Regions from separate parts of the Mus musculus genome. Here region 2 is linked to region 1. Evidence: chromatin contacts called from public Hi-C data. All regions are on one chromosome and are shown on one strand. Each heading gives the region's core, a stretch centred on a gene start, on an enhancer-like site or on the middle of the called end of the contact. The rest is flanking DNA. Distances are from core to core; before and after follow the strand shown. Region 1 holds the start of Erap1 (endoplasmic reticulum aminopeptidase 1). Region 2 overlaps Cast (calpastatin).

Region 1 (5,057 bases), core at 2,366-4,865:
TCAGGAAATTGAAGAGAGGTGTGTAGCAATGGGAGCTGGGGAGCTGGGGGTAGCAACCAGAAAGTCCCAGATGCCAGGAAAGCAAGAGCCTCCTAGGACCCCAAGGTGATGACATTAGCTGAAATACCCCACAAAGGGGAGGGAGAACCTGTTGAGACCATATCCAAAGTTTAGGCATGACCCCCCTGGTTGAGGGATAGGGCCACCCACCCATCTCTAAAATTTTAACCCAGAATTGCTCCTGTTTAAAGGAAATACAAGGACAAACAGTGGACAGAGACTAAAGGAAAGGCCATCCAGCCTGGGGAATCCATCCTTCATGCACACTCCAAACCCAGACACTATTGTGGATGATAAGAAGTGCTTGCTAACAGGAACCTGATACAGCTGTCTCCTGAGAGGCTGTCAGATCCTGACCGATACAGATGCGGATGCTAGTAGTTAACCATCGACTGAGCACAGGAACCTCAGTGGAGGAATTAGGGGAAGGACTGAAGGAGCTGAAGGGGTCTTATCTGGCATCAGTGGGAGGAGAGGCCCTTGGTCCTGTGAAGGCTTGATGCCCCAGTGTAGAGGAAAGCTAGGGTGGTGAGGGTGGGTGGGGGAGCACCCTCATAGAAGCAGAGTAAAGGAAGATGTGATAAGGGGTTTGCAGAGAAATGGGAAAGGGAATAACATATGAAATAAAAATAAATAAAATATCCTATTTAAAATGTTCAATAAATAAATAAATCTTAAAAACAACAACAAAAAACAAACAAAAAATAAAAAAACCCCAAAAAACAAACAAACAAACAACCCCCCCCCCAAAAAAAAACCCATGTGCTTTAAAATAGTCGAAACTTGAAGATGCTAGAGAAAATTCCAGGAGTACACCTAGCTGGAACCATACTGTAGGTCAATTCACATTCTCAATTGTCATAGGCTTCTAATCTAAAACAACAGGATAGAAAGTCAGATTGACAGAGTCAGGCTTTAACAAGAAGTAGGAGGTGTGGCTAAAGAATCTAGGTCTTTGTTTTATATCTAGAAATGGAACTACTTGCCGTATCTACAGATGTTTGTAGAGGACCCCCAAATTGGGAGTCTCAGGCACTGATATAAATGATGGACAGCTGCAATGTAGGAAGTAGTAAAGTGTGGGCTTAGCACACACAAGATTCCAGGTTCAGTCTCAGCTGCATAAACATTAAAGAAGTAAATAATTAGAAATATTGTGGGGCTGAATAGTATGTAGCCTAGGCTATCCTGGAACACTCTCTATGTAGACCAGGCTGGTTTGGGACTCATGGAGACTTGCTTTTCTCTGCTTGTTGTGTGCTAGCATTAAAGGCATGAGCCACCATCGCACAGTCAAATCAGTTGTTGTTGTTGTTGTTTTTGGTCTTTTGAGGCAGGGATTCTCTGTGTGTAGCCTTGGCAGTCCTAGAACTCGCTGGCTCTACAGACCAGGCTGGTCTCAAACTCAGAGATCTACCTGCCTCTGCCTCCCAAGTGCTGGGATTAAAGGTGTGCACCAACACCTCCTGGCCACAGTTTTTTTTTTGAGTCTCCCTGTGAGCTGCCATGTGGATGCTAAGAGTTGAACTGGAGTCCTTTAGAGACGCAGTCAGTACTCTTAATCTCTGAGCTATTTCTGTAGTTCCCATTTGCATCTTCTTTAAGATTTAGCCCCTTTTGGAATTTGGCTGATCTTCTAGGCCCTCCCCTACCAGCCATCATCACAGGGATGTGCAGCAAATCACATTAAAGGACTAGTAAGGACCTGTTGTCTACCACATACCATCAGCTGATGTTATTCAAGCTCAGAGCTTTATTGCTGCTCAAGTATTTTGTTTTGTTTTGAGACTAGAATTCATGGTGGTTTTCCTCCCCTCCAGGCTGAGATTAGAGGCATATGCTACCCAAAAGACATATGCCACAAGTAGCTGCTAAGAATGCGATTTTTAGGATTGCTTGGCTCAGTTTCTTAAAAGGTGACTGAAAATTACAGGGAGCTGGGTTTTATTTTTAGTACTGTTCCATAGATGCACTATGTATTTTAGTAGTTTAGTTGTTGGTAGGCCACAAGGACACAAAGATTTCAGGATGTAGTGGTTGGTATATACCACAGTACCAACTACTCTGAAGGCTGAAGTAGGTAGCCCATGAATTCAGTCCAGGCTGGACTATATATGATGCTTTATCTCTTGGGGTGGGAGAAAGGATATTATATTATCCACCTTAATCAGGCCTAGTTTATGTTGTGCATAAATGTGCTAGTTTGAATAAGTTTAGCCCTCATAGACTGATGTGTTTCTATGCTTGGCCCATAGGGAGTGGCACTATGAAGAGGTGTGGCCTTGTTAGAGGAAGTCCATCACTGTGGAGTTGGGCTTTGAGCTAACCAATGCTCAAGCTCTGAACAGTGTAGAATCTGAGTATTCTTCTGGCTACATTCGGATCAAATATAACGCTTGGTTCCTCCAGCACAAGTCTGCCTGCACCATTCCATACTTCTCACCATGCTGATAATGGACTAAACCTCTGAAACTGTAACCCAGCCCCCAATTAAATGTTTTCCTTTGTAAGAAAAAAAAATGTCCCTGGTGGTACATAGTTTTTGCAAAAACAAGCATTGAAAACAGTGTTGAGAAATAATGCTCAGAGGCTTGGATGCCAAGTTCTCAAAGGGCAGGACACTGAGAACTAGGCCTAAGCAAACTGGGGAACAGCCAGGATAATATTTGGACAGGAACTAGAATGTGTGTTTGATTACTTCTGTGTAAAACTGGCTTTAAATTTATTTATTTAAATGTAGGAGTGCTGCATGTTCACCTACCTGCCAGAAGAGGGCATCAGATTCCTTTCTAGATGGTCGTGAGCCACCCTATAGTTTCTTGGGAATTGAACAAATGAACTCTGAAAGAGCAGCGGGTTCTTAACCACTAAGCCATCTAACCTTGCCTGGCAGCGGTAGCACACGCCTTTGATCCCGGCTCTCCAGGCGGATCGGCAAGTACGAGGTCAGACTGATCTACAGCTAGGGCTGTTTCAAGACAGCTAGGGCTGCACAGAGAAATCCTGTGTTGAAAAACCAAAAATAAATAAATAAATAGCAATCCTCTGTAGTGTAGTGTCTTTTCCTTATTAGGGGTAGGGAAGTTCTGGGGGCCACCTCTAATCTCCCCCCCCCCCCCCCCAGCATATAAGGTACCTACACTGAACAGAAAATCCCCAGAGCACTCAGAATTTGACTTCCCAGGTTGAATCTTTTGGGGGTGGGGCAGGGCTCTCAGATGAAAACATCTGCATCCAATAGGTGTCCTTCCAAGTTGGCAGGCCAATGCCATTTTGAGCACTACCTTTGCACATTGCTGCATTTCTTCCGTTAGTGAAGTTAGCAAACAAAACAAATACACCACGAGATGTGGAGGAGAAAAAAGTCCACGTTTTGATGGGTGCGCCTCCCTGCCTGGTGCTCTGCCAGTCCTGGAGAATGCATTCCCTATCAGGGTCCCTAACTTTGAGTTCCCGAAGCCCTGGCTAGATCCCTTAGGCTTGCTCTCTTTTAGCGCCTTAGCAGGTTCACTTCACCCTCAGCCCCACGTGCCCTGCCGGTCCACCTTCACTTTCACTTTCGGTCCCGGGCGGCCAGACTGGCGGCTGTGATGAAGGTGAGGAGTCTCGGCCTGGCCCGGTGGAGGACTGGGCCCGCACGGTACAGGGCTGTGGGCAGCTGAGGGTGGGCTCTGGCTAACCGACCCCGGTGGAGGCCCGGGCTCAAGTGCGCAGGACGGGCGCGGAGGATCGGGAGCAGGAGTCTGAGCACGCCGAGGAGCGTGAAGCCCCGGCAGGGCGCTGCTGGCCGGCCCGGCCCGGAGAAAGCCGAGGCTGCCGGGCCGGCGTACTCGCTGGCTCGAGTGAGTCACTGGCAGGAGCTGACCACGAGCCGCCTAGCTGCTGGAGACTGGCCAGCGGTCCATCCCACTAAAGCCTAATGGCGACCAGGGAGGACTGGGCGGACCTAGGGAGCGGCCTGTGGAGAACACCTTGAGAGTATTCCCAGAGAAAGCGAAGAAGCGCTGGGGAGGGCACAGAGTGTCCGGAAGGCTCCCTCTCTTCCGCCTGTACTCCCTGCAAACCGGGCCCCACTCCCAACTCGGTCCCTCTCCCCCTCCCTCTCCCGCTCCCCTCTCCCTCCCCCTCCCGCTCCTGATCACTATCTGGATCCCGCCCCCCAAGGCTACATGAGGCCATTATAGAGAAAGCTTTATTTGAACTTGTTTGAGCAAAATGAGTGCCTTTTCTGTTATGTTGCTAGAATGGTTAATTTCCTAAGAGGAAGGGAAGGACCAAGAGAACACACTTTGTTTAAACTTTTATTGATGGTTCTTTGGGTAACCCGGGTTTGGAAAGACAAACTGTGTTTTCTTTAGAAAGCCAGAATTCCTGTCAGCTCCATATATGGTCAATAATTTAAAACCTTTTTAAAATTGGCCACAGTTGTCAAAGCTCCCACCTCCACCCCTTTCCTGCCATAGGTTTTTTTTTTTTTTTTTTTTTTTTTTTTTTTAGATTTATTTATTATATGTAAGTACACTGTAGCTGTCTTCAGACACACCAGAAGAGGGCATCAGATCTTGTTACGGATGGTTGTGAGCCACCATGTGGTTGCTGGGATTTGAACTCCGGACCTTCAGAAGAGCAGTCTGGTGCTCTTACCCACTGAGCCATCTCACCAGCCCCCTCCACCCCTTTCCTGATCAGATTTGGAAATGTACCTTGAATCAGCAGCTTTTTAAGGTGGCCCCAAGAGGAAAATTCTAGTATATTTACATAGTTTTAATTCTGCATTGAAATACTTTGTTAGAAGTGACGAGCCATTTTCAGTGCATGTTAACAGAAGTTGGATTATCCTGGGGGCTGTTTGAAAGCTTATGTGTTGCTGAGATTGTTTTACATTCAGTCCTAATACAAGTGGGAAATCATCCAAACAATTACCTTTAACTTCCCTGAGGACCATGAGGAGTCAGAATCTCCACATACAGCTTAAATAAGATTTCTAAAATGGCAGC
Region 2 (5,468 bases), core at 1,639-4,138, 56 kb after region 1:
AGCCATAGCCTTGGAAGCATATGTGCCAATGCCAAAGGTTTCAGCATGCTTTTAGAAACGAAAAGAGTAAACAGACACCTACACTGCCAAGATACAAGGATTAGACAATAATGAATTCAAAACTCAGGGAGTGTGATGGTTTGACTATGCTCGGCGCATGCAGTACCATTGTTGGAATAGAAGTGGCCTTGTTAGAGGAAGTATGTCATTGTGGGTATGGGGTTTACGACACTCATCCCAGTCCCCTGGAAGCCAGTTTTCTCCTGTTTACCTTAGGAACACGATGTAGAACTCTTAGCTTCTCCTAAACCATGCCTACCTGGATGCTGCTATGTTCCTGCCTTGATAATAATGGACCAAACCTCTGAACCTGTAAGCCAGCCCCAATTAAATGTCCTTATAAGAGTTGCCTTGGTCATGGTGCCTGTTTACAGCAGTACAATCTAAGACAGGGAGCACATTCTTGTTTGTTTGTTTTTTTTTTTTTTTTTTTTTTGCTTTTCGAGACAGGGTTTCTCTGTGTAGCCCTGGCTGTCCTGGAACTCACTTTGTAGACCAGGCTGGCCTCGAACTCAGAAATCTGCTTGCCTCTGCCTCCCAAGTGCTGGGATTAAAGGCGTGCGCCACCACCGCCCAGGGAGTACATTCTTATCAGTGCCTTAAAAACAGAATAGTGACTGTCCCTTTTATAGGACTGGGAATTAAATACTTTTGTGGGTAGCATTTGAAATCTAAGAGGTGCATGCATATTTTGTAGAGAGTAATTTTAGAGACAGTTAACAAAGTATCATGTTCATTATGGATATAATGTTTTGCTTGGTCTTACCTATCCCCTGGGAATTGCTCATGATGTAAGTTATATTTAGTAAAGTTAATTAAATCGTAGTAAAATCTTTACATTGATGGCAACAAAGGCTGTGATTTCTGGACACAAGAAAGTTGAAGTTTGGTTTATATGCACCTGACATCTTGTTCAGCATTCATTGCTAGGAAGTAGAAATGGAATTAATTGTTTATCAAATTTCCATCAATGATACCAGTACAGTGCTCAGAAAAATCTTAGGTACCATTCAAAGATGTTAAGATAATTTAACCTGCTTTGATATAGCAGCAGATTTTAAATTTCAGTGTATCCATTGTATGTACATACACACATTTAAAGAAGTTGATTTTTGTGTTTGGTAAAGATGCTTTAGACAATGTGGCAAGTGACTATAAGCAAAGGATTTTGATCTGGTTTTCATGTAGAGGGTGGAAACCACAGTTTAATGCCATGGTAAACCAGGATAGTTCAAGCCATATGAGTATTCTAAGAATCCCCAATTTATTGCTAAAAGTTATACGTTAAACTCTAGTCTGTGCTGTTTTTCTGCTAGCTTCATTCAAGTCTCAGTGTGTCTTGTTTGACCATGAGTAGAAGTCCTCATTCCTAAGAAAGTAGAGTTCAGGCAGGAAAGGAGATTGATGCTCCCAAGGTTTACCTTGGGTCATCTATCATTAATTTATTATTAGCATCCCCAAAAGAGTTATACACCGAGTATACAATATTTCATGTTTGACTTATCAACATTAACCCAAAGATACATCAAAGCTGAAGAAAAAGACATAATAAGAAATCAAAATACTGACAAAAGTTGGGAGCATTATTTTTCAAATGCTAAAAAAATTTAGTGCAAACCAAAAATACTAATGAGATTTACAGGCACTGTATATATAAAGTGCAAAGGTTTGTAAAGGCTTTCTGGGATTTTTGGTGTTTTAAGAAACTATCAAATATATTTCTTACAAATATAAAGCTTCCTTCTCCCATCTAAGGGCAATTAAAAATCTTTGAAGTTTATCAATACTCAATACAGAACACAGGTGAAGCAGACAAATTCATTTTCGTTCTGGAAAAGAATAACAACTCAGTGTTTAAGATGTCAAAAGACATAACAAATACCACTGTCCAGAAACCACCCAGAAAAAACTGTCATCAAAGCCTTTGTTCTTCAAAAGTCACCATCCACCAGCTGAAGAATTTCTATTCAGATACCCTTAAAATAAAAGGAAATATGAGTGAGTAGGTTGTTAATAGAAGGTCATCAGTTACTCTGAGAAATGTGGAGCAGCTCTTGTTGGTGTGCTAACTGCGCTATAGGAAATGAAATGGATCCTGGCAAGAGAGCTGGGCCATTTAACCCATAGTTTAAAACCAAACCAAACCAAACCAAAACAAAACAACAGAAACAAAAAACCAAAATACCTTACTTTACAGTTTCATTTAATATATGTATGCCACAGTATGCATGTGGACTTCAGAGGGCAACTTCCATGAATCTACCATGTGCATCCCTCACCATGCCAACCCCATTTCTTATTTTCTTTTCTGTTGTTGTTGTTGTTGTTCTTTTTATTTGTTTTCTTTAAGGCTTTGTTGAGCATGCAGTTTCATTTTATGATTTTTAGGAAGATCAGAACCCACCTATTGAAGAATAGGTCAGAATCCATTATTGTTCTTTCAGAATTAAGAAAAAAACAAAACAAAAACAGAAGGTTAAACAGCCTTTATTCCCAAACTGTGATTTCTACCACTCACCATGCATTGTATTTCAGATAGCAATTACTGCCATTTTGCTACAAATACATTGCAAGAAAAGTCTGTATAATTTCAAAGATTGAACTAGCTTGTGGTGTATGATTTTCATTCAAAGTCTGAGTTCTTTAAAGAGTTTTGTGGTTTTTGGTTTTGTTTTGTTTTTTTCAAGGACAAGTTTTTCTGTGTAGCCCTGGCTGTCCTGGAACTCGCTCTGTAGACAGGCTGGCCTTGAACTTTGTGAGCTCTGCCTTCCTCTGCCTTTGATAGGATCAAAGCCACCACCACTGCCAGGCCATTTTAAGAGTAATTTAATCAATGATTAACAAGAAAAGTTCTAGTAGCACAATAAGCCCTTTAGTGCTTGTTGGGGAATGGAATACTTTGAACTTCGCAAGCTATGGGTCCTAAGAACAGGAACAGGTGTGGAATACTCAGAGAGAAACTTGCCTCTCGCGCCCCACGGTGCCAGCTGCTAGAAGGCAGTTATTGCTATTTACAGTGGAAACTCAACTTACCAAATTCATTAACTGTGTCTTGCATCTTCTTTAGCCTTTGGCTTGGACACTTCCTCTGTCTTCTAAGGGGGAAGCAAAGCTATAGTGAGTGCTTTTATTTCTAAATCAACACTGCACAATAACTCACCAGGAAACAGAAGGAGAAAATGAACTCCTGGATAAGGACCAAACAGAAGGCAGAGAGGGTGGCCTGGTCTATATTCTTCATTTGACACAAACATGCTCTGTTCTTTCCTTAGTTTTTAAGTTATAAGATGTAAATAGTCTTAATCCTAAATTTCTCACTTTAAACATGTTTTTAATGGACCCTATAAAATTTTTGCCTGGGGCCAGCCCCGGTGGGGGGTGGGTGGGTGGGGTCTTCTTTCTTGTAGATTCTTGAAGCAGCAGAGGGGGAAGAGCATCGTTGGAGGATAAGACTTTGTCCTACAAGATATTTAGGGTTGCTGTATAATAATAATAAGTTTACTTATCTAAGTCTGTTATCTTGCTACTGTAGTTGACCTGCCTGTGGTGATCCTCTGAGGCCAAAAACTGCAGTTTTTGGCACTTAGCACATCTTCCTCAAACAGCAACGGATTAAGTAAATAGCCTTTGTACTATCTCAGCAGGAGCTGCTGGGCTCTCACTTTCAGCCTGCTAGTTGGAAGTCACAGGAAGAAAAAATGGACACTTAGAAAAGTGATTATAGCATTTATTACTAAGTTGTAAAAAGTTTCCTATGAAACTTTTAAAGCTTTTATGAAGCTAACTGAGGGGAAAAGCAGAAAGATCCTATGTGGTGAAGGGGAAAAATTCTCTAAAAGGGGAAAGGGGGCAAAAATTCTAGTAAGGAAAAAGATTCTTCCAGGAGGGGAAAAGGAAAAAAATCTCCTCTCTTCTCTATGTCTTCAGTACTTATAATGCTTTCAGAATACATGATCGCATGTTACAAAGTTCATCATAAGTTCACACACAAAAAAATCAAATCATAAATTGCAATAGTTTACAACAGAGGATGTTTACATGCATATCCATTAGGAGAAATTATCTGGCTAAACATCCATCACCTGTCTCAGCTCCACAGGTTCACTGAAGGTTTAAAACCATAACTAAGGTATTAGTGAAGTATAGATAAACCCAGTCAATATTTTCTCTCCTGTCTTAGCACCTATAATAAATCGTTAGTTCCCTTTTTATGACCCTTGGTTAATTGTTTATAACCTCTAGGAATGTGCTTTGAGTAGGAGAAAGTCTTGTTACTATCTAAGAGCAGTTAACTGGTGACACTTGAGAGACTGGCAGAGTTCTCATTGCAGTTTTAACTATCAGAAAAGGACCTAATAGCAGTCACACTATAAAAGAGCTTAATAATCACTGATATAATTTTAGGAATTCTTAGAGGATCATCAAAATTTAAGAAATAATCTATTTGTCTGTATAGCATCTTCGTGGATCTGTAGAGATCTGCTCCAAAGGGGTGTGGTATTACTTAGTGATCGTTATATATGTTTAAACATAACAGGAAATGCATATTAATAGCAGGAATCTTTCCTAAAATGAATCCCTTTAGCCTTGCTTAATAAGGGTGAACCTGTCACAGATTATGTAATAATCCAAAGCAGGCTATCTCAGGAAGATCACCTGCTAGTTATTAGCTTGTCTCATTATGGTTCCTCACAATTTTTCAAATGCAGCAGTATTGCTGGGAAAGATGACAGTGTCTTACCATCCCACAGTGACCCTATCCTTTTTCTGCCCTGAGGAGAGGCTGGCTGGCTAATCTCCACTGTGTAGGGCAATTATACTTTCTACTTCTTGTGAGTGGATTGATGAAGCATTTTTATAATTAATGGGTTGATCAGGCACTTTAAAAATTATAATTAATTGATAAGGGATTAAAATTTTTACCTATTTGATATATAATGTTCTTGTATCCTGTGATGAAATCAATTGCATGAAGTTTTCACTAGTTGTTCTTAAAGAGTGTTGATGTAATTAATGAAAAAAAAAACAGGCCATAAATTTGAAAGTGATCAAGGAAGGGCACTACTGTGTCCATGTGTTTCTGGCCAGCCTCTCTTTCTCTGTCTTTGTCTCTCACCCCCCCCCCCCTCTCTCTGTCCTTCTCTGCGCCCTCTTTTTCTGCATCTACTCCCCTTTCCCATGCTCCCAAATAAACTTCATTTTATACTAGACCCATCTTATGGCTACAACCACAAGGTGGTTGCCTCAGCATGGGCCCACTTAACCCCCCACACCACAGCATTTTACATTTTACAAAAAATATCAGGTATGTCTGTGGAGCACTAAATCTTGATTTTTAATTGATTTAAGAGGGCTGAGCCCACTGTGGACAGCATCTGTCCCTGTGCAAGTGAGCTTGGGTTGTAAAC

The links. A called contact is a pair of places that touch in the nucleus more often than the background predicts.
Region 2: a Hi-C map of liver shows a contact between it and region 1, with 2.5 times the contacts expected there. The contact joins the enhancer-like site here to the promoter of Erap1 in region 1. A contact is called at or near these places in 1 of 39 promoter capture datasets (the C10 cell line), 1 of 15 datasets of contacts at CTCF or cohesin (CD8 T cells), 2 of 484 Hi-C or Micro-C datasets (the 3T3-L1 cell line and liver), 5 of 115 datasets of contacts at active chromatin or transcription factors (T-cell acute lymphoblastic leukemia, bone marrow-derived macrophages, embryonic stem cells and 1 more) and 2 of 9 other capture datasets (adipose tissue and pancreatic islet).

The regions. Positions count from the first base shown.
Region 1 is chr13:74,636,238-74,641,294 of GRCm38.p6, forward strand. Erap1 (endoplasmic reticulum aminopeptidase 1) reads left to right here and starts at 3,616. Exons shown (of 19, transcript NM_030711.5): 1 at 3,616-3,656.
Region 2 is chr13:74,692,798-74,698,265 of GRCm38.p6, forward strand. It overlaps Cast (calpastatin), which reads right to left. Exons shown (of 31, transcript NM_009817.4): 30 at 3,094-3,155; 31 at 497-2,036. The coding sequence ends at 3,102. Erap1 (endoplasmic reticulum aminopeptidase 1) reads left to right here. Exons shown (of 19, transcript NM_030711.5): 19 at 1-408. Among named protein-coding and RNA genes, the nearest start is that of Erap1, 56 kb to the left of the region's middle. Within about 2 kb of position 2,889, at least 5 of the 459 cell types and tissues checked have an H3K27ac peak or open chromatin away from gene starts, as enhancers often do. A contact at or near this core is called in liver, where this site is marked.